Linked DNA regions of Mus musculus: all the other regions are linked to region 3. A link is a contact called in public HiChIP or PLAC-seq data. All regions are on one chromosome and are shown on one strand. The core of a region is the stretch at or near the end of the contact, and the rest is flanking DNA. Distances in the headings are between cores, read along the strand shown.

Region 1 (3,012 bases), core at 190-2,689, 370 kb after region 3:
CACAAATCAGTAGTTTAGGTAAAGAAACCTTCAGCTTTTCCTTCAAGAAAATAAAAATCAGCCAGGTGTGGTGACTCACACATGTAAACCCATAACAAGGAAGGGAGAGGCAGGAGGATTGCTCCAAGTTCTCAAGGCCAGCCTGGTCTACACGTACCTGGCAGGCCAGGGCTGCATAGATAGAACCTTTCTAAACAAACAAAGAAGCAAAACAAAACAATTTAATTGGTTATTATATATATATATTTTTTTAAAGATTTATTTATTTTATTATATTATATGTGAGTACACTGTAGCTGTCTTCAGACGCACCAGAAGAGGGAATCAGATCTTGTTATGGATGGTTGTGAGCCACCATGTGGTTGCTGGGATTTGAACTCAGGACCTTCGGAAGAGCAGTCGGTGCTCTTAACCACTGAGCCATCTCACCAGCCCCGGTTATTTTATATTATGCAAGATTAAAATCTTATTAAAAGAGGTGTGTGTGTGTCTGTCAGGCGGATCACTGAGTAGATAAATGTGCTTGCTGCTAAACCTGACAACCTGAGTTCAAACCCAGGACCCACGAGGTGAAAAGAGAGAACTCACACATGTTACTCTTTGGCTTCCACATCCTTCTGAGGCACACATGCCTATGCGCATGCGCACAACCTCACAGGCAGGCAGGTGCGCGTGAGACATACACACACACTACTGTAATTTGGAAAAGGAGGACAGTGAGATGGGTTACTTGGAAAAGGCACTCGCTGCCAAGCTTGACAACCTGAGTTTGATTCCTGGAAACTCCGTGGTAGAAGAGAAGAACCAATTCCAGCATGTATCCCCGAACCTCTATAGGCATGGGTAAATGCATGTCTCCAAAAAAACAAGTAGAAAATGTAACAAAAACATTAAAAAAAAAAGAAGAAGAAGAAGAAGAAGAGGAAGAGGAAGAGGAAGAGGAAGAGGAAGAGGAAGAGGAAGAAGAAGAAGAAGAAGAAGAAGAAGAAGAAGAAGAAGAAGAAGAAGAAGAAGAAGAAAGGCCCGGCGTGGTGGCACACGCCTCTAATCCCAGCACTTGGGAGGCAGAGGCAGGCAGATTTCTGAGTTCGAGGCCAGCCTGGTCTATAAAGTGAGCTCCAGGATAGCCAGGGCCATACAGAGGAACCCTGTCTCGAAAAACCAAAAAGGATCAAACCACTGAAGATGCGTCCCGGGCAGAGCCCTGCACTGAAGCCCCACACTGCAGTGTGTCTGTACAATGAGAGATGGCGTGTAATGTATGCCTTTTTCTCCACTGAAACCTAAAAGGAAGCCAGATGCCATGGCACATACCAGTACTCTCAGCATTTGGAAATTTGAGGCAGGAGAATTGCCACATATTCCAGACCAGCCTGGGCTAGAGAGTGAGACCTTGTCTCAAAGAGCCCAAGCCAACCAATTAAAGAACCATAAAACCTGTACTAAAGTGACTTTTTATGGAGGTGATTCATGGCTGCCCTTCTCAGACTGGCTGTGTGATGAACAACATAGCTCAAATGACTCCCCGGAGCTTGGTGGGTGTGAGTCTTCCTGCTTTTCACATGTGTAAGATCTTCCAAATTTGCTGTTTTGCGTGTGGTTCAGGGAACCCAACCCAGGGCCTGCACGTGTTAGGCAAATGCTTTATGACTGAGCTAGAGACCCAAGCTGGATCCATTTTTGAAATCTCTTGACTTTTCTATTCCTTTAGACAGTGTCTCATGTGTCCCAGGCTAGCCTCATACTCTATATGTAATCAAGAGTGACCCTGGACTTCTGATCCTCCGCTCCCACCTCCCTGAGGTCACAGGGTCTCTGCAGTGGTGGGAACGGAGTCAAGAGCTTCAGTTATACTGCCCAGGCCCTCTACCAGTTAAGCTATATTTCCAGCTTCATCCTTTTGTCTCTCTTTGTTGTTGTTGTTGTTTGTTTGTTTTGTTTTTAGAGACAGGGTTCCTCCATGTAGCCCTGGCTGTCGTAGAACTCTCCTTGTAGATCAGGTTAGCCTCAAAGTCAGAGATCTGCCCGCTTCTGCCTCTCTAGTGCTGAGATTAAAGACTTGTGCCACCACCACCTGGCATCTTTTTGTCTTTTTTAATAGAGAGCTTCATTTAGCCTAGGGTAATTTATAAACTATAGCTGTACACTAACAGCTGACAATGATCTTAAATTCCCGATCCTGCTGCTTCTGCCTCCTGAGTGCTGAAATGACAAGGGTGTACCTCCAGGCCTAACACTTGGTTCTATCTCAAAAATTTTCTTTTCTTTTCTTTTTTTAAAAAATATTGCCGGCAGTGGTGGCGCACGCCGGTAGGATTTGCTGAAGGAGGCAGAGGCAGGAGGATCACGAGTTCGAGGCCAGCCTGGGCTACACATTTGGGCTGGTGAGATGGCTCAGTGGGTAAGAGCACCCGACTGCTCTTCCAAAGGTCCGGAGTTCAAATCCCAGCAACCACATGGTGGCTCACAACCATCTGTAACAAGATCTGATGCCCTCTTCTGGTGTGTCTGAAGACAGCTACAGTGTACTTACATATAATAAATAAATAAATCTTTAAAAAAATATTTATTCATTTACTTTATGTATATGAGTACACCATTGCTCTCTTCAGACACACCAGAAGAGGGCATCAGATCCTATTACACATGGTTGTGAGCCACCATGTGGTTGCTGGGAATTGAACTCAGGACCTCTGGAAGAGCAGTCAGTGCTCTTAACCACTGAGCCATCTCTCCAACCCCAAAATATGTAGCCCAGGCTGACCTCGAACTCATGATCCTCCTGCCTCTGCCTCCTTCAGCAAATCCTACCGGAGTGCACCACCACAACCGGCAACAATTTTCAAAAGCATCCAGGCAGCGGTAGTGCAGGCCTATAGGAGGCAGAGGCAGGTAGAGTCTGGTCTACAGAGTACACACACACATACACACACACACACACACACACACACACACACACACACTAAATATATAAATAAAGAATTTTAAAAACTGACATGCATTCAGGATAAA
Region 2 (3,211 bases), core at 674-3,173, 390 kb after region 3:
AATAAACCCTGAGAGGATAGTTTTTCACATTTTTTTTTCCCCTTCAAGACTGGGCCTCGGGGGCTGGTGAGATGGCTCAGTGGGTAAGAGCACCCTACTGTTCTTCCGAAGGTCCAGAGTTCAAATCCCAGCAACCACATGGTGGCTCACAGCCATCTGTAACAAGATCTGACGCCCTCTTCTGGAGTGTCTGAAGACAGCTACAGTGTACTTACATATAGTAAATAAATAAATCTTAAAAAAAAAAAAAAAAAGACTGGGCCTCATTATATAGCCTTGGCTGGCCTAGAACACTCTATGTAGACCAGGCTGGCCTCAGACTCACATGTTCTCTACCTCCCATGATGGGATTAAAGGTGTGTGCCATCACAGCTCAGCCTTTTTTGTCTCTCACCACCACCCCCTCCCCCCCTTTTGGGTTTTGAGAATGGTTCTCACTCTGTAGTCAAGGCTGGCCTGGAACTCATGGTCCTCTCACCTTACCTTATCCCTCTCTGGGATGTCAGGTGTGCTGGGATGTCAGGTGTGCTGGGATGTCAGGTGTGCTGGGATGTCAGGTGTGCTGGGATGACTGATAAGTGTGCTGGGATGTCAGGTGTGCTGGGATGACTGATAAGTGTGCTGGGATGACAGGTGTGCTAGGATGACTGACAGGTGTGCTGGGATGACTGTCAGGTGTGCTAGGATGACTGACAGGTGTGCTAGGATGACTGACTGACAGGTGTGCTGGCATGACAGGTGTGCTGGGATGACAGATGAGTGTTTCCATTTTCTGAAAAGATTTTTGTTGTTGTTTTTTTCTCATTTTTTGGTTTATTTATTTGTTTACTTATTTACTTAATTTTAACAAGATCTTTCTACATAACCTGTTATGGAACTCACTACATAGACCAGGCTGACCTTGAACTTAAGAGATCTGCCTGCCTCTCTCTCCCAAGTGCTGGAATTAAAGCTGTGTGTTACCATGCCCTGCCTAAAAAAGATTTTTTAATTGGTCAACACGACTTCTCTTGAAAGGTGGGCCCTCGATTAAGAAACTGACCAGAAAGATTATAAAGCCATGGGAGGCTGGGGGCTCTGACAGGCTTGACAGTGGCAGCAGATGTCTTTTCCTAAGCTAAAGTCCCCACCTCCCTGTAGTCTCCCCTCCCCCAGCCTGAAACCTGCTTGCTCAGGGGTGGAGCTTCCTGCTCATTCGTTCTGCCACGCCCACTGCTGGAACCTGCCGCTTTGCTGTTTGGAGCCACACACGTGCTCACCTTTCTACTGGATCAGAGATTATTCGGCGGGAATCGGGTCCCCTCCCCCTTCCTTCATAACTAGTGTCGCAACAATAAAATTTGAGTTTTGATCAGAATGAATTTGTCTTAGCTCCGTTTCTTCTTTCGCCCCCTAGATTCCTCTCTTACAGCTTGAGTAGCCATATCAGTCGAACCGTTCACGTTACGAGCTGCTGGCGGCCGCAACACCTCCCTATTCCCTTTTCATTGAGACCTGTATGTGTGATGTATGTGGATATGTGTGCAAAGGTATCTGGGGGCCAGAAGAGCATATCTGGTGTCCTGCTCTACCACTCTGCCTTATTCCCAGAGACAGGGCCTCTCACTGAACCTGGAGATAGACTGGCTGCCAGCAAGCCATAACAATCCCCCATGTTTGTCCCTCACAGCACTGAGGCTACCCACATAGCAGTGTATAGCTTTTTATGTGGGGTCTAAGAATTTGAACTCAGATCCTCTGTGGGTCAGCCCTATTTTCCTCTCCGGGAAGAAATAAGGCCCAGACTGAACTACCACTAAAGAGCAACATCAGGGCTGGGCTGACTGCTCAATGCTTAAGACTGAACACTGCTCTTGTGTAGGACCCCAGTGTGGTTCCCAGGACCTATGTCAGGCTGTTCCTAGCCTCCTGTAACCTCAGTCCCAGTTAACTGCTGCCCTCTTCTGGCATCCACAGGCACTACACTCATGTGCGTCCACATTTGCACCTAAGTAAAAGATGAAACAAAGGCTCCAGGGGCTGAGGGGAAGGGAGGAGAAGGGACATTTGTTTGCTTGCTTGTTTGTGGCACTGGAGTTTGAACCCAGAGCATCTCACACACTAGGCAAGCACGGTCTCCTTGGGCTAAGTTCCTGCCTAGGAGGATTTTGTTGTTTCTTAAATCTTTCTCTTCCCATTGCCTGTAAAGTCTCAAACCTAGGACAAATGGCTGAGGTACCTATTTAACATATCAAAGTGGACCTGGCTGCCAGGTTCTCCCAGCATCCCTCAGTCCCTACCTGTCACAGGATATAGCGGGCTTTGAGTTCACAAATGCTCAAGCTACACCCAGTGTGGCACACAGTCTCCTTCTGTGGAAACGTAGAACTCTGGGTTCCTACAGCACCATGTATGCCTGCACGTGGTTAAGTTCCCCACCATGATTGATGATAATGGATCAAACCTCTGAAACTGTAAGCCAGCTCCAATTAAATGTTTTCTTTTAGAAGAGTTGCCTTGGTCATGGTGTCTCTTCATAGCAATGAAACCCTAAGACATTCTCCTTCCAGAATTTTCTCAAGGGCTTTTTACATACTAGATGAAACATTTTACAAAGTGAGCTCTATCCCCAGAACTGCCTCCAACTTTGCATTTAAAAATTACTATTTATTTATACATCATTATGATGATGATGATGATGATGATGTTGGTTTTTCGAGACAGGGTTTCTCTGCATAGCTCTGGCTGTCCTGGAACTCACTTTGTAGACCAGGCTGGCCTCAAACTCAGAAATCTGCCTGCCTCTGCCTCCAAGTGTGCCACCACTGCCCGGCTTATTTATACTTTAAATTTTAGTTTTATTTTGTGTGCATGGGTGTGTTGCCTATTTGTCTGTCTGTCTACCACATGCATGCTTAATGCCTGCAGAGGCCAGAAGAAGGTGTCAGATCCTTAGAATGGAGCTACAGTTACAAGCCACCACGTATGTGCTGGGAATTGAACCTGGGTCCTTTGCAAGAGCAGCCAGTGCTTTTAGCCACTAAGCTATCTCTCCAGCCTTATTACTTATTTACTTTGATATCTTTGGAGACAGATTCTCTTTACATAGCCCTGGCTATCCTGGAACTCACTATGTAGATTGGATTGGCCTCAAACTCAGATCTGCCTGTCTCTGCCTCCTGAGTGCTGGCATTAAAAGCCTGTGCCACCACACCTGTGGCCCTTCCCCCCA
Region 3 (2,941 bases), core at 312-2,811:
TAAAACAAAGTTTTATACTTAAAATATTAAGGGGGGGGTTTTTGCTGAGGAACTCAATCATGTTATATAAGCTGTATCACTGGGCTTGGCTTCATGTTCTGTTTTTCAGATAAGGTCTTAGTAAATTACTCACATAGGCATTTAACTTGCTACCAGCCTCAACCTCCCAAGTAGCTGGTATTACCTATACCACAAAACTTTGCTTCAAACGCCTTTTTTGCCATTCATAAACAAGTGCTCTGTACCTACCACAAGCCACTTTAGCATCAGGGTCTTGTTGAAGGTGTGCATCAAGGACAGCATCACTGATTTGGTCACAAATCTTATCTGGAAAATAAAAGTTCCTGGTTCAACTTAACTATTACTACTAACCCTATCTCATCATGTAACTAGCAGTTTATGTGCAACCCAAGAAGCAAATATAGCTATGAATTTGTAGGTGACAGAAGCTTGATGTAAAGTTATAGTAGTATTTGCAAGGTGAGAGGGAGAATCTCCAGTCTTTTGTTTTTGAAGACATGTTTCTCTGTGCAGCTCTGGCGGTCCTAGAACTTGCTCTGTAAACCAGGCTGGCCTTGAACTCAAGAGATCCACCTGCCTCTGCCCTTCAGATTAATCAAAGTCAAAATGATTTATTTTGATATCTCAAAGCCTACCATAGGAAATAACCTCACAGTGTATTTTAGAGACAACTGTTCTTTTTATCCCCCACATTTAAAATGTTACAAACCTACTAAAGAGCCAACTGTCAGGTCATTAACTTCTTAAAACAGTCCATTTCCCCTATTATTAGACAATAGGGAAATGAGATTTTTTTTTTAACCATGAAAATAAATTTAACAGAAGAAACACCAGCAAACAAAAAATGCAGTAATTTTTTTTTTTTTGAGACAGGGTTATAGCCCTGGCTGTCCTGGAACTCAGAAAAATCCACCTGCCTCTGCCTTCGGCTCCAGGAAACTTTCAAGTGTGCTCTAAGCCATATCCAATTTCTCCTTGATTCATCAATTTAGAAAATGGCAGTATCCTGGTCTGGAATGTTTGTGGTATTGAGACAGGGTCTTACACGTGGCCCAGGCTGACAAACTAAACTGCTTCCATACTTTAAACGCTGGGATTGTAGTAGTTAGTGTACCACTGTGCTTGGCTCTATGTTCCTTGATTTTTGTTACTACCCCAAAATGTGTATTGCAGCCACAGAACCTTAAGATGGAATCTAATGGCTGTACTAAGGAGTGATTCAATAGATATGGAGATACTCCTTTCCTTGAGGGGAGTGTGGGAGGAGCCACAGCAACACTTGTCTTTCAACCATCACTCATCAAGATGCTCCTCACAAGCCATGTAATAATATTGCTGTGGACCCCCTGCGAACGGAAACAGCTCAAACTGAATATTAGTATTTACTAAATGGTTATGTTCCATCTGAAACCCAAAGTCCATATAATAGATTCATTATAACCGATCTCATCATGGCGGTTCAGTGGACAAAGCCTTAAGGAAACATGAAATAAATCCTCCTTTAGTTGTAGGAAAAAGACCAAAGGGAAGACTTTAAAACGAAACCTAACGCGATGGGAGTATACACTTAATTCATGCACTTCATCCTTTTCAAGCACACTCTAAATAAGGGATGCCTTCTCTAATTCGCGCTATATTTAGTCAGTGGCAGTCTGTCACCTTGAAGGCTAAAGGGCATGTCTACCCATGCTCTTAAGCGTTTTCCAGGGGCCGGAAGTCAGGGATATTAGAGATGGGACCTTCGGAGACACCAGCCCCCACTTCCAAACTAGGGGTCGGGTGGGTAGAGGCCGCCAGCTCCGCTTCGCCCCAATTCCACATGCGGCGAACACGTGGTAGCCGCTGCAATGCGGGGCGCGCGCTCCCGGCGGCCGGACGCGAGCACGCGGGGCGGGGTCGCCCACTTGAGGTTTTTCCAGGCGACGGGACTAAAGAGGAGGAAGCAGTGCCCTCCCCGCGCCGATCTCAAAACTGCCTCGAGCCCCCGCCCTTCTCGATTTCTGGAACCTTCCGCATGCCGGGGCGCGCCGCCGGATGAGGAGCGGAGAAAGGGGGAGGGGAGCGGGGCCGCACATTGCAAACTCGCGGCGCCACGAGGGAAGCGCGCGGCCGCTGCCATGCCCACCGCCGCCGGAGACGGCCTCGACCACCCCCAGCGCCACTGCCCTCCGCCCTTCCCTCCTCCGAGTCCCCGTCGGCTCACCTGGGTGACCTTCCCCTACAGACTCGGAAGTGAAGAGGAACGTCCCCTCCTCAATGAACGCCTCGTGGAAGCCGTTGAGCTGCCCGTTCATGGCGGCGGCGGTGAGAGAGGGCGACTCTGAGGAGACTGAGAGGCGGCGAGGCGGAGGGCTGCGGAAGACACAGAGGGAGGATCGCTTCAGCTCTCGGCAGGCTGGAGACTCGGAGCGAACGGAGCGGCGGGCGAAGCGGCCCAGTATTTATAGAGCAGGGGGTCGCGCGCGCCCGGCTCGGGCTCCGCCCCTCGGCGTCGCGCGCCAATGCGCCGCGGGCGGGCGGATGGGGGTTGGCAGGGAGGTCCGCCGAGCCGAGCTCCGGCTGAACCATTCTACCGATGGGGGGGGCGAGCAGAGCTAACCGGGCCTCCTGCCAGTAGTTAGTCATCTTGATGGCGTGGGTTAAATGGAGATGTAAGTGAGTAGACTTGGGGTTTACGCCCATCCCCACGTTGATTGCTGGAGAAGAGAGGATTTGGATTTGAAGGACGGCCTCCCCTGTACGAGGGTATGGTACATCCCTCCGACCGTTGCCCACGGAGGTCTGCCGGCGCGCGCGCCTCCCAGCGGCGGCCGTGGCGGTGGCGGCCGTTTTGTGCTGTGGCTCTCGCCGAGGGTCTTTCCTGCCACCACCACCCTCCATTCGCCACCTCGTGCACCAGCGCCGGGTGGCCCTCTGCCAT
Region 4 (3,216 bases), core at 535-3,034, 410 kb after region 3:
AAACAAAACCATCACCTCTTTGTTCCCCAACAGGTCTAGGTTAGATTATGGAACATGGGTAAAATCTAGCAGGAAGGGTGAGTAACTGTGACTTGACTTACACTTTCACATGAACAGAATCCAAATGGAAGAGAGACTGAGAAAAGCAGCTTATACCCTAAAGCACGGCACTGTATGAAAAGGTCAAACACACAAAAACAACTTAGAGATTAGTTTTTTTCTCTCTGAAAGCACTATTCTCAACAACAATCAAAGCACCAATACCACCAGCAAACCCTCCTGAAAGGATATTAAATCTCTAGGGGCTCTGTGTTCAAGTGTCAGATGAGCTGCAAAGTCATCTGTGACATGATTAGGATCTCCTCCAGGTAACGCTGCACATATGGGACAAATCTGCAATGAAGAGAAAGCACAGAGTCAGTACAGAGTTGCTGAGGCCCAGTTCCAACCCAGCAAAGACACTGCAGGTCTGAGCAAGCACTTTTGTCACTCAACTGCAGGGCCATCTCTCAGGGTCACACACAGCAGTTCTAAATAGTTCAAATTTGATTTCCAGCAGAGTTGTCTATCGGTAGGGCTGAGCCACATTTGCGTGGTCTAGCCAAACAGTTCTGGGCAAAACTTTAAAAAATAAACATTTTTACCTAAAATTCAGCCTTGAATGCTGATATCAGACATAAGGTAAGGCATACTTCTCCAAAGGTAGTTAAGGGTCAATCCCCAAATAGAACAGCAAATGCTTGGCTACAGTACAGCTGTGCTCTGGAGAAACAGACTGGAGGATACCTGGGGTTCTCTGCATAGCTTGTCTAGTCTATCTGGCAAGTTCCAGGCCAGAGAGTAATCTTGTCCCAGGAAGGAAGGAAGGAAGGAAGGGAAGGGGGGAGGGAGGGAGGGAGGGAGGGAGGGAGGGAGGGAGGGAGGGAGGGAGGGAGGAAGAAAAGAATGAAAGAGTGAGGGAGGGGGAAGAGGGAAAGGGAGGGAGAGAGGGGGAGGAGAGAAAGAATGAAAAGGGTATCATGGTGGTTTGAACAGGTTTGGTCCTCACACTCATGTGCTTGGCCCATAGGAAGTGGCACCGTTAAGAGGTGTAGCCTTGTTGAGGTAGGTATGGCATTGCTGGAGGAAGTATGCTACTGTGCTTTGAGGTTATATATGCTCAAACTATGCTCAAAGTTGAGACATAGCCCCCTTCTGCTGCCTGCAGATTAAGATGTAGAACTCTTAGTTCCTTCTCCAGCACCATGTCTAGCTGCATGCTGCCATGCTTCCTGCCATGATGATAATGGACTGTATCTTTGAAACTATAAAGCCAGCCTCAATGAACTGTTTTCCTTTATGGGAGATGGCAAGGCCATGGTGTCCCTTCACAGCCATGGAAAGTAAGGCAGGTAGCTATGAAATAGCTATAGAATGTGTATACAATAAGATGAATGAGATAATTAATGCACAAATGAGCACTGATCATTTCTGAAACAACTTGAAGATGGGAGGAGGAGGAGGAGGAGGAGGAGGAAGAAAGCATAGGGAGAGGAAGAGGAAGAGGAAAGAGGAAGAGGAGGAACCGTATTTCCCAGGGGGGTGGGTAGTGTGAGAGTCTGTAAGCAGATCAAGATCAAGGAGTTAGTAACTTCCTTGTTTGCCTAATGGCCAGAGACAGAAACAACATGTAAGAATAAAACAATGTGCACACGGGTAGAGGAGATGATGGTTGGAAAGGAACTCCCTTCTTTCCCCAAAGCTTGAGCGAAAACCACAGGGCAGGTAATCTTGGCAGCTGCCAGGAGGGGGCAGTGGAGAAGACAGGGTCCAAGAGGGGATGTGTTCAGCCACAGGGGTGAGCAGCTGAGCGGAGCGTGGGGGAGATTCAGAGATGAGTGGGAATGAGAGTGCCAGGCAAGGGTGCTCAGGATTTTGGCCAGTATACAAAGAAGAGCCAAAATGGAGGAGAAACGGAAGAGGGGTTAGGCTTTGGGGTTAGAACTTACAGAGGTGGGCAGGATCAGCCGCCGAAAATCTCTAGCCAATTGCTGGAAAGGCCATTTTGAAAAACTTTTTACCACAATTAGTGAATGGGAGGTGGAAGACAGAAAAGAGTAAAAAATTATTCCTTCCGTGACATAGGAAAAGTTTCCAAATCCTAAGACACAGACAAGGACTGGAGCTGAAAGCTGAGGTGTGTGAGCATGTCAACACCTCACTAGTCATGTGACAAGTGGAAGACTCCGGCCATTAGAGTCTATGGGAGCTGGCTTACAGCAGCACTCGAGGAGGAAACTGGCAAGATGGCATCAGATCAATGCTGAAACACAGAGCAGAAGGCTGACCAATCTGACTCCTGGCTCCCAAGTAAACACACTTTCCATTTTTTCTGAGAGCAGAAGGCCCTGAGAGTATGACTGTGATTTGGTAACGAGTCTCTAATGCCCAACTGGCTGTCCTGATTACTTATGCCTCAAGCCTGAAAAATAACTAAGAAAACCTAAGGATGCTCACAAGAAAAAAAACAAGGACGGGCTGAAGACAGAGTTGGAAAGGTCAGGGTGGAATGTGCCAAGGGAAGTGACAGAAGCCAGCAAGCACACTCTCAAGTCCAGTTTACAACGGTCAGGATTTCTCCTCCCTTGAAGAGAAAAGCAGTGGTCTCTGCTCTTGAATTTACGAACTGTGAGCTCTTCCCTAGAAACGCAGGCCACCTGGTGTCGCTCCTGTGCTCTGGGATGACTGCTTACTCAACTTTCTAGGTGCTTCTGCCTAGTTAGACTACAAGCTTTTGTGTTTTGGAGACCAGTTCTTCTATATAGAAGCCCTTCCCTAAATACTGTCTGACTGGAAATGGTGTGTATATTCAGGTACATAGAGAGCTCACACGAAGCCCAACATCCTACTATATCCACTTGAATCCATTCTCAGGCCTGGGTTTGCCCCAAGTCTTCCCAGCCCAAGCCGTGGCTTCCGTATTGCTAGACACTCGCACTCTCCACTCTGCCTCAGAGAAACCATGCTGCCTTCCAGTCACAAGGATCCAAGTTTGATTCCTTAGGAGCCGATGCTAAGGAAAGTTGCTGGGTTTGATGGCACGTGCTTCGATTCTAGTGCTGGGGAGGTGGAGACAGCTGGACTTCTATAAAGTACCATATATCTCTTGAGAAAATATCTGAATTGAACTCCATGTATCAATTCCTCTGAAAATGTATTAAGTTTGGAGCCATGGAA

What was found. HiChIP or PLAC-seq counts read pairs in DNA pulled down with a chosen protein or histone mark.
Region 1: a contact with region 3 is called in an H3K4me3 HiChIP or PLAC-seq map of embryonic limb bud, with 4 times the contacts expected there. The contact joins the enhancer-like site here to the promoter of Particl in region 3. A contact is called at or near these places in 11 of 39 promoter capture datasets (the 3T3-L1 cell line, 3T3-L1-derived adipocytes, embryonic stem cells and 5 more), 1 of 484 Hi-C or Micro-C datasets (B cells), 7 of 115 datasets of contacts at active chromatin or transcription factors (astrocytes, embryonic limb bud, embryonic stem cells and 1 more) and 1 of 9 other capture datasets (pancreatic islet).
Region 2: a contact with region 3 is called in an H3K27ac HiChIP or PLAC-seq map of embryonic stem cells, with 5 times the contacts expected there. The contact joins the enhancer-like site here to the promoter of Particl in region 3. A contact is called at or near these places in 4 of 39 promoter capture datasets (cranial neural crest, embryonic stem cells, maxillary cranial neural crest and 1 more), 1 of 15 datasets of contacts at CTCF or cohesin (embryonic stem cells), 60 of 484 Hi-C or Micro-C datasets (the AML12 cell line, B cells, the C2C12 cell line and 25 more), 16 of 115 datasets of contacts at active chromatin or transcription factors (the 230-238 cell line, astrocytes, embryonic limb bud and 6 more) and 1 of 9 other capture datasets (embryonic stem cells).
Region 4: a contact with region 3 is called in an H3K27ac HiChIP or PLAC-seq map of trophoblast stem cells, with 2.5 times the contacts expected there. The contact joins the enhancer-like site here to the promoter of Particl in region 3. A contact is called at or near these places in 1 of 39 promoter capture datasets (cranial neural crest), 1 of 484 Hi-C or Micro-C datasets (cranial neural crest) and 6 of 115 datasets of contacts at active chromatin or transcription factors (the 230-238 cell line, embryonic stem cells, epiblast stem cells and 2 more).

Annotation. Positions count from the first base shown.
Region 1 is chr6:72,804,677-72,807,688 of GRCm38.p6, forward strand. No RefSeq gene overlaps it. Among named protein-coding and RNA genes, the nearest start is that of Tcf7l1, 17 kb to the left of the region's middle. Within about 2 kb of position 1,440, at least 18 of the 459 cell types and tissues checked have an H3K27ac peak or open chromatin away from gene starts, as enhancers often do. A contact at or near this core is called in embryonic limb bud, where this site is marked.
Region 2 is chr6:72,827,123-72,830,333 of GRCm38.p6, forward strand. No RefSeq gene overlaps it. Among named protein-coding and RNA genes, the nearest start is that of Tcf7l1, 40 kb to the left of the region's middle. Within about 2 kb of position 1,924, at least 7 of the 459 cell types and tissues checked have an H3K27ac peak or open chromatin away from gene starts, as enhancers often do. A contact at or near this core is called in differentiating embryonic stem cells and embryonic stem cells, where this site is marked.
Region 3 is chr6:72,437,122-72,440,062 of GRCm38.p6, forward strand. Particl (promoter of Mat2a antisense radiation induced circulating long non-coding RNA) reads left to right here and starts at 1,562. Exons shown (of 1, transcript NR_046011.1): 1 at 1,562-2,941. Mat2a (methionine adenosyltransferase II, alpha) reads right to left here and starts at 2,435. Exons shown (of 9, transcript NM_145569.5): 1 at 2,225-2,435; 2 at 250-327. The coding sequence starts at 2,315.
Region 4 is chr6:72,850,092-72,853,307 of GRCm38.p6, forward strand. It overlaps Kcmf1 (potassium channel modulatory factor 1), which reads right to left. Exons shown (of 7, transcript NM_019715.2): 4 at 292-393. Among named protein-coding and RNA genes, the nearest start is that of Kcmf1, 48 kb to the right of the region's middle. Within about 2 kb of position 1,785, at least 18 of the 459 cell types and tissues checked have an H3K27ac peak or open chromatin away from gene starts, as enhancers often do. A contact at or near this core is called in trophoblast stem cells, where this site is marked.